2 separate regions of the Sus scrofa genome follow, and region 2 is linked to region 1. Evidence: chromatin contacts called from public promoter capture Hi-C data. All regions are on one chromosome and are shown on one strand. Each heading gives the region's core, a stretch centred on a gene start, on an enhancer-like site or on the middle of the called end of the contact. The rest is flanking DNA. Distances are from core to core; before and after follow the strand shown. Region 1 holds the start of THNSL1 (threonine synthase-like 1). Region 2 holds the start of LOC110255603 (basic salivary proline-rich protein 2-like).

Region 1 (7,665 bases), core at 3,573-6,072:
TCAATACATAATGTTTTATGTGTGTTTCTGTTTAGAGACATCTTCTTTAAACATACATACATAAGTGATTCATTACCACTGAACTCAGCCAACAGTACTCTAACGCCTGCCTCAGCGAATTTCATCTAACACACACATTTTCTCTGTAAAGCACGATGTGGCCTGATTGCCTTGGGAACACTAAGCAGCACTTCAGCACTCTGCTTGGAGGCCATTTTGAACAGCAAAATTATCACCTGTAAGCGCAAAAATGAAAAAAAAAAAAAAAGCGGCACTAAATAGAATTCAAAAGATACTTGTTTATAGTAGGAGCCAAAACAAGAAAGAACATTGCCTTGCTTGACCCCAGCTTCGAACATGCATGTCTCAAATTTTTCACCAATAAGCCCGTGGCCATGAATGACTGCCAAAGTCCTGCAGGTATTAATTTTGAGTTATAAATAAAATCTAGCGAGTAGAATTTACAAATATGGAACCTGTGAACAAAGTGGGATCGACTGCATATCATTCTCCTTTATGATTCAAAGCCATGTTATTAGATGGTTTTCATTTACTTTATATTTTGATATGTTTTCCAGTATAGTGGCCAGGAATAGGCAAGTTTTCTTCAGCCAAAGGACAAAGCTATTTCAAATTAAATGGGAGTAAATCACATAAGAATCAGAAAACAAAAACAGTACTCAAAGACCAAATCTCTTAGCCATAAAGTACTCAGATTTTACTGAATCATGATGGTCTCAAATAATTTTTGTACAACCAAGTTCTACACAAAAATATTTTATAGTAAACTCTCTGATTCCTCACTGGATGGAAGGTCTATACCACTCCATTACACATTAATACTTTTTTTTTGGTCTTTTTGCTATTTCTTTGGGCCACTCCCGTAGCATATGGAGGTTCCCAGGCTAGGGGTTGAATTGGAGCTGTAGCCACCAGCCTACGCCAGAGCCACAGCAACACAGGATCCAAGCCGCATCTGCAACCTACACCACAGCTCACAGCAACACCGGATCCTTAACCCACTGAGCAAGGCCAGGGACCGAACCCGCAACCTCATGGTTCCTAGTCAGATTCGTTAACCACTGCGCCACGACGGGAACTCCACATTAATACTTTTTAAATAGGTTTTTCTTACTATCACTTACAGTGGAGCTTTTTGACCCACTAGGTCCAATGGATACATTTTAGACATGGAAGTCACTTGTCATTCAAATAGAATAATGAAAAGGCAGTGATGTATATCACAGCAAGAACTTTAAAAAACAAAAACAGAATGTCCACATGTATATATTAATTCAAGTATTGTGTAACCTTGAAGTATGATATTTAATAATTTTACTGTGGCAAGCTGACCAAAACTGAATAAAGAATTCAAGGGGGAAAAAGTACAGAAATCACTTTTTAAAATGTTTTAAAATTATTTCCGAAGAATGCTAACAAAATTACATTTTAAGCCAGAAATACATATTAATTTTCAGGCAGCTATTTACAGTGATATTTTTCTATATTTACCACTAGATGACTAATCAACCGAAATCATACTAAGCCCATTATCAATTTTTGCTTCCAAAGTAGGCTAGAATTGTTCAATTCCATTATAAAAATAGTTTCCAGTATCTCTGGGAAATCATCAAAATCTTCTTGGCAAAAATAATTTAGGGAGTTCCCGTTGTGATGCAGTGGAAACGAATCCAACTAGTAACCATGAGGTTGTGGGTTCTATCCCTGGCCTCGCTCAGTGGCTCAGATCCTGCGTTGCTGTGGCTGTGGTGTAGGCTGGCAGCTGTAGCTCCAATTCGACCCCTAGCCTGGGAACCTCCATAAGCAAAAAATAAAATTTAGCATTTGTCACACATTTAAAAATGTTTATTATATACCCTCCCCAAATAAAACCTAAGACATGGCACTTCAAAAATTATTTCATGATGAGACGTGACTCATCATGAATGAGTTCATCAAAGAACTACTTGGCATCCTATCTTAATACAATCTCTATTTAAATTTCTAAGAATGATTAAATCTAGTCCACTATTTTATGAAGAAAGGTATTCTGAGGTTTTAAAAAATTCTTAAAAATTACAGCATTTTACAGCAGTAAATTGTTTTCCAAGAAATAATAAAAAAAGGCAACCATAGTAGAATACAAACTAACCAGCAGGTTAGAAGCTTTGCTGCTTCTGACTACTAAGTAAAAATCCTCTTAACAAGCCCTCCAGTTAGTCAGCTGACTGAAACAGCCAGGTGGAGGAGGTGGAAGGACCACACTTCAGTGCCCTGTGGTAATCACAGGGATCTTAAATCAAGTTCACTACTCTTATTTGTCTTAGAATCAAAGCTGACGAAGCCTTTCCTGGTGTTGGTCTGAAGTCAGATATTCTCTTAATGGTCTCAAGTATCTAATTCACAAGACATTTTATATAGCCTTTACAATTCTTTTTTTTTTTTTTTTTTTTTTGTCTTTTTGCTATTTCTTTGGGCCGTTCCCGCGGCATATGGAGGTTCCCAGGCTAGGGGTCCAATCGGAGCTGTAGCCATTGGCCTACGCCAGAGCCACAGCAACGCGGGATCCGAGCTGTGTCTGCAACCTACACCACAGCTCACGGCAACGCCGGATCGTTAACCCACTGAGCAAGGTCAGGGATCGAACCCGCAACCTCATGGTTCCTAGTCGGATTCGTTAACCACTGCGCCACGACGGGAACTCCTACAATTCTTTAACTTAGAAAAATATCGTAAGGAATTTGTAAGGACTATGGCTTTAGAAAGGATTTATTTTCAGTTGTCTTATATTCCCAACTCTGCCCATTTTATTCATCTACATAGATTAAAATATTCTTCAGGAAAAAATCTAATTTGTATGTACAACCATTTATTCCCCCACCCCACCCCACCCCCCGTTGTTGTTAATTAAGTTTCACGGGAACTAAACTTTGCTCACTTATTTGTTTGTTTGTTAAATATTGTCTTTGGCTGCTATTGAGTTATAATGGTAGAGCTGGGTAGTTTTGAGAGAAACCATCTGGCTTGCAAAGGCCTAAAATATGTATCATCTAGCCCTGTACAGAAAAAGTTCACCAATACTAATTCTGATGGTACACCAATACTAATTCCCTGTGGAATACTGGACAGTGGCATTTCCTTGAACAGGATTGCCATTTTGAAGGAATTATAAAAATTAGAAATTTATTCTTTGTAAAGATGCTTTCAAAAGGCAAGAAGAATTATAAACCAATTATCTAAAGGAAAAAATGTTCCTTTCCAGATGATTAACAACTGCATTAAGACTGTACACTAGATATACCACAGTGTGAGACCTTAATCCTGTTTTGTATTTTTAAAACCACAATAAATATACTGACATCAGTGAAATTACTGTATTTAGTAAAGTCAAGACTACCTAAGGTCAGTTGATGCTTACTAACTGGAGAAATCACGCTTTGTCCTTATTGGCTCTTTTAGGGACTGATTAACATAAAGAGTCCTAAAATGTTCCTTCTAATTAGAAAATTTATAAACTTTGGGCAATGACTATGCACTTGGCTAACGGTATTATCATTCTGAGTCCTTAATTCAAATCTTAGCATACAAAGAGAACAGAAGTTTCCTCTATAAATGCTAAGCAAAAAACCCCCAAAACATAAAATACTCAAAATGTAAAGGAAAAGGGCAAAGTGGCTGTATCCTTACAAAATGTTTTGGAAAATAGAAAATCTGATGTAAAGAACATGAGCACCATCTTCAAGGTGCCATTTATCTGAAATTTATTCTAAATTTATTCTTACCTAGTTAAATTCACTGAGAGAGACGATACATTCAGCATAGCCTAAGTTAACCAAGCCACCATGCTGTTTTGATCCCTCCACCGAGCACCTGGCAGTAAGACGACCAAAACTGGCCTTTTCTATCTTTGAGAATCCTTACTCCCTTTGGGCAGAGTGGCCCCTATTACAAGTTTGGTTCAGAATCATTATCATCCGGCCCAAATCATACTGCCAAAATGTCTTTTAGAGCCTCTGGAAGGCAAAGGCTTCTAACAGCTTCTTTCAGCAGTCATTTTGGTATAAGTCGGTTCATGGAAGATCAAATGGTGCCAAAGGAATAAACCGATTCTAAGGCCATTTTCTAAAAGGGACACCAAAGGAAGGGGGGGGGGCAAAAATCCAAGTGCCCATTGAAAAGGCTTCTCCTTCTTGGTTAGGCTGTTCGTCTAATAAAGTCAAGACCTACGAGAAGAAAGAAGCCCGATCAAGAGTTAAGGAGGTGGTGAAGGGGCGAGGCGCAGGAGAAAGGGAAGCAGGTGGTCGAGGGGAGGAAGGGGCGCGACAGGTGGACGGCTGGGCGCGGGCGCGCTTGCACAGGTGGCGTCAGGGCTGAGCCCGGGACAGAGGCAGTAGGGAAGGTGAGCGCGGACACGGCGTGGGGATCACCACCGAGCAGTGGAAAGGCGAAGGAACAGAGGGGAAAAGACATGCGGTGGGAACGGACTGGAGTGTACAGTTTCCCTTCCTTCTCAAATAACTCACCAAGAAAACCACACTGAGAAGACGGGAGAAAGGAAAGGAAATGGGAAGGAGCCGCTAGTGCCGCCTCCTCGGGACGCAGCCCCGTACCGCTGGCCCTCGTCAGTGCTGGCCCACCGCCCAGACCCCAGGCCTCGCTAGGCCCGCCCCGCCCGCGCGCTGTGGCCTCCGCGCCTGCGCCCGTGCCGACCTCCGGGTCTGCGGGCCACGCCCACGGCCCGAGCAGCCGGGCATTGGGTACGCGTGCTCCACCCGCGCCTCGGGCTCCTCACCTCCCCCGTCGCGCTCTCGACGTTGGACGTGCGTCTGCGTGGCCGCAGCCGTTCGCCCCGCCCCTCCGGGTTGGAGCCCGCGCGTGTTGTGTGACGCCCGCTCACCAGCGTCGCTTCCGGACTGTCTCTGGTAAAGTTTATCTTTCTCTCCAAACGCAGAGACAGAAAAGAGCAACATTTTTAAGGGGACGTCATTCTTCACTCCTTTTTCCCCAAAGGTACATGTAAAGAATGGTTTTTATGTTGATCTTCTGTGACAGGAAGGGAGCTGCAGAGGGAGGAAGAGAGGAAACCTAGTTTGCGGTGCTGCCTGCCACTTCCCCGTTGCCTAGTAACTGTTTCCACGGCAACCACGCCGTCAACAACGCTAAGCAATCCCAGGAGTGATAGAAAAGTTATTTTATTTTCTTCCCAAGAGAGGACCGCTTAGAGGAGGTCAAAGGGGAATTGTGTGACACACAGAAGCCTTAGTTCCTTGAGAAGGCAGGAGAGTAGGAGAGGAAAGGGGGAGCAGTGAAGAAAGGGATGGAGATATTGGTATAGTGAGAAAAAAGCTGAGTAGTTTTAAGGAATCATTTGGTGGCCATGGATCCAACGTACTCTTCTGAGAGCATTTATAACCTCATACCCAGTGACTGGAAGGAGCCTCCTCAGCCTCCTAGGTATGTGGGTAAGCAAAGATCATCACTTGAAACAAGAATGGGGAAAATAATTGTTCCATTTCACGATTACATCAGCGTCCTAGGATTTTCGAAAAGAAATAACATATATTTTTGTTTTAGTGAGGTAGCCTTGGATGACAGCTTCTTGAAGAAGAGGTTGCAAAATCTAAGTATTTAGCATCTCAATTCACAGACAGGGAGGTCCAGTACTGTAAGAGGAATATTTTCTTTTGTTAGCCTCCTGTTAATACGGTATGTAATTGTATTTAATTTGTTTGCTTGTCCCTGTATGATGTGGTATATAACAGCCTGAAATTTCCTATTGTTGAAAAGAGAAAAATCACCATTTGTTATCCCGGGTTAGGATATATTGATCTTTGGTTTCAGGGGTTCATTGTTTTATTTATGACTACTCCACTGCTCCTTCTCTAAAGGGATAATACTTATTTTTCCCAAAATTATTGTCAAATATAAATTTCTATTTGTTTTGGAGTCTCAGTTTTTGGTGAAACGAAATAAATGGAAAAAATAGTTTCTAAGGCCTTTTTTAAAAATCTAATAGTTGATGAAGAGTTGATACCCAAAATATGTAAATGAGTTAAAATATTTACATAGGTGTTAGAACCCCTTAAATTGCCTAAATTTTAAAAAGATAACCACAGAGTAGACATCCCAGTTACTCTTCTTTGTAGGGACTTAGAACTTAAATCTATGGTGAGAAAAGAAGGTAACTGGTAGAGAAAATCTCATTCCTCCTAGGATCTTCAGTTTTTTACCTTTCTTCTTTTCCTGATACAAGTCAGAGCCACATTGAAAGAACACTAAACTAAAACAAATTAAAGACAACAACAAAAATTAAAACCCAAAACAGGATGCCAATTGGTTTTGTGACCATGAATACATTTTCATTTGTTTTCTCACCTATAAAACAAACTAAATAAAGTAGATAATCTTTAAGGTGTTTCAGATATAATTGTCAATTATTTAAAAAAAAATAATTACTAGATTACTAAAGTAATTACTTGGGGTGCATCACATCTTCACCAAGTGGACAGATCCTTTCATTTTTAAGTCTAAGAATCTGTTTTTAACCAGACCAATACCTATTTTATCTTCCATTAGTTTCTCAAAATCTAGTAGTAGTTTGGAAATAGTAATTCAAAATAAGATATGGTGTAGTTGCAGAATTTATGAGAAGTGTTCAAATTAACCATTGCTGAATGGACTTTTGTTGAGAAACTTGTATAGTATACACGGTAAAGCTCCTCCTCTCTGTAACCCAATGACAGATTATATTTTCTATAGAATGCTGAATTTGAATGTTAAGATAGTTTACAAATAGATGTTTTGTTTATTGATATATCAAAAAGCTTTACTGCAGCTAGGTGACTTTCAAGAAATTTTATAGGAAAAAATCTTTATTCATTTGGCAAGCACTTACTGAACCCCTATTAATGGATAACATTGCGGGCAATGTTGGAGTGACAGGACAGACTGTTCAGTTTACTCTGAAGGAGTAAGTAGGAAAGATGAACTTACAGGGAAAGGAGTAGAAGGCATCCAGAAGTGATGCCAGAGAACTCACTGTGTTGTAATGAAGTCAACCTGCACTGTCAGCAACAACCATGGGGAGTTTTTTGGTTTGGGGTTTGTTTGTTTGGCTTTCTTTCTTTCTTTCTTTCTTTCTTTCTTTCTTTCTTTCTTTCTTTTTTTGCTTTTTTAGAGCCACACCTGCGCATATGGAGGTTCCCAGGCGAGGGGTCTAGTCAGAGTTACAGCTGCCGGCCTACGCCATAGCCACAGCAATGCCAGATCCAAGCCATATCTGTGACCCACACCACTGCTTACAGCAACACTGGATCCTTAACCCACTGAGCGAGGGCGGGGATCGAACTCACAACCTCATGGTTCCTAGTCAGATTCGTTTCTGCTGCACCATGACAGGAACTCCAAACATAGGGAGTTTTTAATCTGACAGGGTGTCATACATGCAAAATACTAATTTATAAAAACAGAGGTTAGAGAAGCTATGAATCGGTTTTTAACATTTCAGTTGCTTACCATGCAAGAGGTGGTTTCCAAGTGCTTCACAGATTTGTCACCCTTCTCTCGATGGTTCCAGTGACTTAATATCTCCAGTCATTTTCTCCTTCCTTTTTGTTAAAGATAATATTCCATATATGGTCTGAACAGCCTGTGGAACCATTGTCT
Region 2 (7,665 bases), core at 2,302-4,801, 230 kb after region 1:
GTGGCATATGGAAGCTCCCGGGAATGAATCTGAGCCACAGCTGAGATCTACAATACAGCTGGGGCAACGCTGGATCCTTTTAACCCACCGCATTGGTGCAGTATGCTGGGGATCAAATCTCTGCGCCTCTGTATTGACCAGAACCACTGCAATCGGATTCTTAACCCACCTGACCACGGTAGGACCTCCACAATCCCCAATTCTAGAACACCATAATCATAGGGATCCCAGAAGGAGAACTGAATTAGTTACACACAAAGTACAATGATCAGTACACAATAAGAAGTAAATGTTAGCTAGTATGGTTGTTATTATTAAAATCTGTGTTAGAGGTTGGATAATGTTGTGGAGCAAAGCATGGACTCTGGACCCTACGTCCTGGGCTTGACTCCTGGCTCTGCCACATGCCTACCTCATTAAGTTGTGTGCAAAGCTCTTGGAGGAATACCCGGCAGAAAAGCAGTGCTTTGTTGATGGCAGTCACTATTATTATCTTATCTCTAGTACTTTTACACAGGAATAATAATTTGCCCTCGGTCATATGGTAAATAGTGGCCCTAGTCTAATCCTGAGCCTTCCCCTTATCTCTTTTAGAAATGTCTTTTTAGGTATTGTTATTTCCCCACAATTCCTCAAATGTGTTTTCCCTCCTTTTCCTATCTCCTTCCATGGCCAACACTTAGTCTCCTTTACCACACTGAAAGCCTTTTTTCAAAATCAACATTTTTAAAAATTTCCATTACAAAAACCTTAACCCAAGCCGTCCACGGCTGTGAGGGACTCAGTTTACGCCTTGATTATGCATTTGCATTTGTAAGGAGCTGTTTTGTGCTTAAAAGTGTTTTTCCTTTCTGGACACATTCTATAAGCCCACTAGAGGTACACTGCTCAAAGCCTACATTGCCATTCACTTCTAGTTCATTTACTCTACACTCTCCAGAACGGGATACTGCTATAGCGCAGTGGGCTATTCAGTAAATTACCAACTGACTGGCAGGCATTCCCTCTGTTTTATTCTTTTTTTTTTTTCTTTGTTATTGGCTGACTAGTTTTGTCAGGGGCTGTCAAGAACATGCAAATTTCATGGCCATATAAAGATGATCTAGTCAAAATCGTTCTTCTCATCAAGGATGAAGATTTAGTTGTATATTCGAAATGTTTGGCGCCTCCCACTCTTAGGAAGATGTAAAAACGAAGGCACAGGTATTCAGGCTCCAGGGAGTAGTTTTTGTTTTTTCTCAACAAAAAACAGGACCCAGGCAGCGAATTGAGAGCTGCGTGGGGAGGGCGGGGTGGGTGGAGTGCGGAGGTGTCTAAATCTTTTGGGGCAGAGTGGTAAGAAAGAAAGGAAAAGGTAAGACCCCAAAGCTTCTGGATTCCCCCCCCCACCCCCCCGCCGAAGGGTGGTGGCAGCTGATCCGACACAATAGCTGGCAGTCCCCCGCTGGCACGAGGAAAAAAAATGACCCTCAACGGCACCAGCAGGAGGACTGAGAAAATGAGGAGGGGTGTGTCTGGGAGGAGACGAGGATAAGGGTGAGGTGACAAACCGCGCCGCCTCGGCGGGGTCCTCCACTTCTGCCCCACGAGGACAGGAGCTGTGAGCCACCTCCCCGGAGGGGGGCGGGGTAGGAAGGGGAGACCGAGGGTGGGTGGGTTTTCCTACTGGGGCGGGGCAAAGGGTGGAGGGAAGCCTGAGTCAGCAGCCTCTGATTGGCTGGCGTCCTCTCGTCACGTTTTCTGATTGGGCCATTTGCAGCGGGAGATGTTGTGAGGGGCGGCGGGGCGGGGTGAACCGCCGGGGTCCCGGGCGCAGCCCCGCAATCAGGAGAGGAGGGGCGGCGGTTGTACTCCCGATCCGCGCCGCGGCGACCTGCGGTGTAGAGACGCGCCGCCACCTCTCTCCTCAGTTCTGCTAGCCGCGCGGAATTGTTCAACTGCCCTGAATATGTAAAAAGGGCAAGAGATTGAATGAACACCGCTTCGCTGCGAACCCCTTTCCCCGCAAACAAGAAGCTAATTTACAGTTGGGCGTGAAAGGACACTCCCTTATCTTCAAGTCCCACATCGCACCGCAGCTTCTCTCTTCTCCCGCTGCAGAAAGGGGCAAAAACTCACCCAGACGTGTCCCCCGCCGTCTGGGACCTGGGATCCCCCAATTCTGGGTATCTGGCTGTATGAAGGTCCCCCTCCCGGGCCCTGACGCGGAGCACCGAGCCTTCCGCAGCAGAAGCCCGGGTTCCTGGCCGCTCCCGCTCTGAGCTCGAGAGATTGGCGAAGGCGGGGAGGGTTTTGTGTGTCTGGCTTTGGGGGAGGTGTTGGGGGCGGCGAGGGCTTGTAGGTCCCGACACACATTGGGAGGGGGTTGGCGATCACCCCTCACCCCGCCCCAGGCTAATCCCCCTTCTCCAGCGTTGGTTCCCGGGACCATATTATTCAAGACAGAAAATATTCAGCCCCGGAGCCTCCCCTGGGGAGGGGAGGGGAAGGAGGTGGAGTGGGAGGAGGTGGATCCAGGGAGGAAGAAGCGAGAAATCCGCCCCCGGGAAACAGCTCGGCGCGGCAGCGGAGCGAGGCACTTCTGTCACTTGGTGATCGCGGGCGCCCGAGCGCGGCCCCGGCCCGGCCCGGCGAGGCGAGGGGAGAGTCCGGCGGCCGCCGCCCCGCCCCACGCCCTCCCGCGGCGGCCGAGAGCCCGGGGCCGGCCGGGGCAGGTCGCGGCGGTGCCTGGGAGCGGCCGGCCGGGGGCGGCGGCCTCGGAGCGCGACGGCGGCGGGCAGCGCCCGCTCGTCCTCCCGCTGGGTCCGGTGCGCGCCGGGCGTGCCGTCCGGGGACCGGCCGGCCGGGTGCGGATCTACTCGCCGCGCTTTCTCCGGTGCGTGTCTGCTTTATTTTCTGCTTCGGCCGACCCGGCGCAGCGCCGCCGGGCGGGTGGAAAGGGAGAGCCGGGCTCGCCGCGGGCTCCCTCCCTTCCCGCCACCCCGGGCCACCCCGCCCGGCGCTGGCGCGGGGCCGGAGGGAGCCGCGGCGGGCGCCCGGCGTGGGCGTAGGGGCCGCACCCGCGTGTGCGGAGCGGGGGAGGACGGCGGGAGGAGGGAAGGGCACAAAGGCCGGCGGCGGGCGCCGGGGTCCCGCCGGCCGGCCGTGGAGGAGGGGCGCCTCCCGTCCGCTCATGAATATTAACCGAGCCTGCGGCCTAGCGCGTCCCGGCCGGGCCCCATGCCCGGCCCGCGTCCCCGCCGCCAATCGCTGCCGCCCGCGGAAGCCGGGCCCGGCGGGGCGCGGCGGGTGAGCCCCCTCGCTCTTGGCCTTTCCCTCGGGTTCCCCCACTCGTTTTTGAAAGTACAAATTTGGGCCGCCCTTCCCGGGAGATCGAGATCCCCGACCCGCCTCTGGAAGGGGCGGGGGAAATAGTGGTAGGTGGGTGGTGGTTTTCTTTTTCCTATTTCCCCCCCCCCCCCCCAAGGTGGACACGGAAAAAGGGGAATATCGTGTCGGGGCGTTGATTGGGACGCGGCAACTAAATGAAAGTTGCTGGGGCTGCGGCTTCATTTCTATAGCTCCGGAATAATGCTCGGGAGAGGGAGTCCCTCCCGCCGCCGCAGCCGCGCACGCCTCCCCTCCCGGCCCCGCGCCGTCTCCGCCCAGCCTCGCCGCGGGCCAAGGAAAACAGCCGCCTCCTCGGGGACACCGGCCGGCTGGGGCGGAGGGCGGGCGCCCCGGGTCCCCCAGGCCGCCTCGAGACGCCGGCCGAGGCGCTGGCTAAGTCCGATCCTGGCTTTTTGTTTTTATTTGGGCCAGCTGGGGAGGCGGCGGGGAGCAAGGAGGGTTTTTGAAAAAGTATTATCCCATTTTAGTCTCGTGGGGAGCAAACTTCCCTTAAGTCTCCTCAGCTGGGTGATGCGGAAGAACAGAGACGCCTCTTCTGCCCAGAAAATAATGCTCATTAAAATGCACTTGAAAAGGGAATGTTTTGACGGCTTCACAACAGCCAGGCATGTTTGACGCAACCACCGTGCAGCTCTGATGTTACTCATTTTTTTCATGATTTATAGATTTTTTTCTTTTTCTTTTTTTTTTTGTCGTTGTTGTTGTATGGATAGATTCTTTTATACGGAGGTTCATCAGCGTGGACCGCATTATTTTTCCGAGTGTTGGAAAGGCGAACTTGGGCTAGACGTGGGCGAGTCTAAGGTCAGCGTCTGGAGAAAGTTCATGCCCTTTAACTTTTCCCTCCTCTAGGAAAGATCTCTTGGGCAGAGGCTTCGCGGCGCACTCAGATTGCTCTTGGAGTCGGGAGAAGCGCTAGGACGAAGGGGACCGCTTTCTGCAGCTGGCCTCACTAGCTGCTGAGGAGGAGACCTGTCGTCTTTGTTTTTTCCGTCTCGAGAAATGGACGAAGACGGGGAAATCGTTTGAAGTCCGAAGAAATCATCTTCAGGGCATTGCGGAGGGGCTTCATCAAAACCTTCATCCCCCGGCCCATTATTTGTCTCACTTAGCCCTGCACCTTCTGCGGAGCCTGGTGTGGAATTCTTACCTTTTGGGTGTGTGGTGGCATTTCGCCCCCAATGTGGACTCCCAAGGGTTGGCCCCTTCTTTGTGATTTGAAATGAAATGATGGCCACACGTCGGACTGGTCTGCCGGAGGGAGATGGTGACAAGCTCAAGGCCTGCGGGTCCCCCACCTGTGAGGTAAGCGCTTGAGGCAGGATCCCTGCCCGTCTGTGGTGGCCTGTGTCTGTGAGGTGTCCTGCCGGTGGCGGGGGTCAGCTGCCACACAGCCTAGGAAGAGGCTTTTGGGGCTTTGGGCTGGATGGTGGGAGGACCCCAGCTTGACCAGTAGAGAAGTGAAACGTTGCCCGTTTTTGTTTCTAGGAACTTCCAGTGATCCCCGCTCCCCCCTTCTCCCCCCCAAGGATATTTTTCCTTTCTTACTTTGAAATGCCTCCATCTTGGTCATCTCAGAGCATGGAATTCTCTCTTTTTAGGTGGTTGGGAATGCTGCAAGCTTCGGTTTTCCGAGTCCCCATCCTCCAGTATTTTTGGAGCTGGGCTGGTTAGGGAGTGGCTTTGTACATTTCGTAGGTGTAGCCAGGGTTTGCTCGGGGGCTGGAAGGCTGGTGGCTCCTGGACCACCTCCTCTTTGATACTGAGACACGGCTTGACTGATTGCTGTTGCTGTGGATTTCTACTTTGGGTAGAAAAACAAGTGTTTTCCCTTGGACAGTTTTTAGGCACACCCTTGGAAAACTGCTTAACGGAGCTGTAATTCCAACTCCCTTAAAAATCTTCCGGCTTTCCTGTTCTTTTATTTATGCCCTCTTTCACTGCTCCGAAGTCCTGCAGGTGTCAGCCGGGGCTGTCAGGTGGCTCACATTTAGCGTCGGCTGTCAGGTGGATTGCATTGCCTTCAGACCAGCGTCTTTGGAAGGGCCCGGTAGATTTTACCCCAAGCTTTCTGAAAATTTTTGAGTAAGGCAGGGCAGAAATAGAAAATCCATTGGTCTGTGGCACTCCTGTGTCTTGTTGCCTCTCACATCTTTTTTTCCTCCTTATATTTGGAGTTTACTTCTATAATGAAGATTTTGTGTTGACTTTGTTACTGACGGTTTCTGTAATTTGCTTGCTAAGAGTCCTGAATGTTGTTTTTCTTTAGACTTTGCTTTTGAGTTGCCTGTATTTTTATGGAAAGGTTGAAGATTAGATAACAATAGCATTCTCCAGTGAGCCGTCACATTATATTCTTTGGTGCCTTGTAAATGTTCCTTTTTAACTTCGCGGTCATTCAAACAAGGTTTGGTTCTAAGTGTGTGAGTGGTTGGCATTTTAATAAAAAATGGATCAGAAGTTAAATTTTCCATTCCTAAAGCAGGCAGAGGAACTCATTTCTTGCAGCCTACTTCATTCTGGATTAGAGAGTTTATGCAGAAAACACAGCGAGGTAGGTACAGTGTGCCTTACTGTACAATTTGCTAGAACGATAGGTTTACACTTAAGAAACAGTGTTTTACCTTTCGACACCTGTAAACACCTGCTTGCAGCTAAAATCGTGATTAAGTGTAACACCACAATCCTCTGATCATGGTGAACCATAATAACGCCTTTGGAAGGTCTACCTGCAACTTTGTGATTGCTTAATGTGTATTGTTGTTCCATAATGACAGGTACTGTGGTCCTAAAGCCTTATTTGTCATTGTCTTGGGAATACTTTAATTAGCATGCTATTTGCATTATATTTGCAAGCGCTAATGTTATTTATTTATTTATTTTTGGTCATTTAAGAGCTATCCTGGAAACCAAGAATTTATAGTAGACGCATCTTGTCCTTGGCTAGAAAGCAGTGTTCCCAGTTGCAAACTTGGCTTTTATTAACAATGACAGTTACGAATTTTTTTCAAGGGCTGTGAAATTTGTTTTCATTTGGACCTTAGTGCTGGCATAGCCTTAGTATTTCTAGCTTGGGGGCCAAGAAAACATTGTATTATCTGTATTTTGCTCATTTAGACACTCTATACAGTCCTTGAGTTTGGTATTAAGCTGTGGTGGTGTTTGGCTTTTTAAGACGTAGGCAGACAGTTTGCTTAGGTTCTCTGTGAAAATAGAAATAAAGGGGCTATATGCTGTTACAGAATATTTTAAGATTCCAGGGTAAGGTGTGAAGGCAACCTGTATAATTACTGCCTCTGTTTAATTGTCTCTTATTGATAACTGTCGATGCACATTAACTCTTGCTGGATATTTATTGGTAATAAATAGAAAGTCGCCACTGGAATACTTGGGGTATCAACTTTGGGTTGATAGATATTTAAGTCTTGGAATCTTGCACTTAATTCTTGTGCTTAATTTTATGAGAAGAATTATATTCTAGAGTAGAACTGTTACTCTTTAAAATGTAAAAATAAAAAGCCCAACAGCTAAAAAACAAATCAACCCCAAACCCCCAAAAGCTATGTTCCTATATGTGTACTTGAATAATACATTTGTGTGTGTTTTTACATAACCAAGAGACCAGCTCATATGTTTTAATATGAATGGTATTAGCCAAAAATTAACTTTGTAGGACAGAGGAAATCAATATAGTGAATTAAAGGAGTCCCTGTTCTATGCCTTAGCTAATTGGCTAACTCCACCTTCTATGAATAAGGTCTACTGCTTTGTTGAAAAACAATTGGCAGTCTCTTGTCTGTCTTAAGTATTAGAATCGGATTGTGTTGGCTGTATGAGTAAACGTAGGCACTACCCTCTAAGACTATATCAGAAGTTTCAAAAACGAACAGATTACCAAGTCTTCAAATAAAGAATTGTGACAGTTTAGTAAGGCTAGCACAGTTGTATTCACACACAATGATATTCTTTGCACATCTAAAGATGTATTTTTCAAAATTGATTTCATTCACTCTGAGCCCGATCAGAGTCTTTTGGGTGTATGTGCGCGCGCGCGTGTGTGTGTGTGTTTCTCCTCTGGGTGCATATATGTGTACATCTGATCTGTGACCTAGCCATGTATAACTCTGTTCACAAAATAACTTTGTATTGACTCCACAGCCTGTGGTATTATCAGCCGTTTTCATGTCATACATATAGTGTTTCTTCTTTATGATTGCTTTGATTGCTTTTTTTCCCAAAGCATTCTAGACCGCATTATTTTTCCTATTTCTAACA

What was found. Promoter capture Hi-C pulls out the DNA fragments that hold promoters and counts their contacts.
Region 2: a contact with region 1 is called in a promoter capture Hi-C map of fetal liver, with 4 times the contacts expected there. The contact joins the promoter of LOC110255603 here to the promoter of THNSL1 in region 1. A contact is called at or near these places in 2 of 5 promoter capture datasets (fetal liver and liver), 8 of 47 Hi-C or Micro-C datasets (alveolar macrophages, embryonic fibroblasts, heart right ventricle and 2 more) and 2 of 2 datasets of contacts at active chromatin or transcription factors (alveolar macrophages and skeletal muscle).

Annotation. Positions count from the first base shown.
Region 1 is chr10:50,305,762-50,313,426 of Sscrofa11.1, forward strand. THNSL1 (threonine synthase-like 1) reads right to left here and starts at 4,823. Exons shown (of 2, transcript XM_021064910.1): 1 at 4,793-4,823. ENKUR (enkurin) reads left to right here and starts at 4,848. Exons shown (of 6, transcript XR_002336356.1): 1 at 4,848-5,454.
Region 2 is chr10:50,537,430-50,545,094 of Sscrofa11.1, forward strand. It overlaps LOC110255603 (basic salivary proline-rich protein 2-like), which reads right to left and starts at 3,552. Exons shown (of 2, transcript XM_021064283.1): 1 at 2,119-3,552; 2 at 549-1,942. The coding sequence starts at 3,552. The coding sequence ends at 2,437. ARHGAP21 (rho GTPase-activating protein 21) reads left to right here and starts at 4,153. Exons shown (of 26, transcript XM_021064916.1): 1 at 4,153-4,695. The coding sequence starts at 4,618.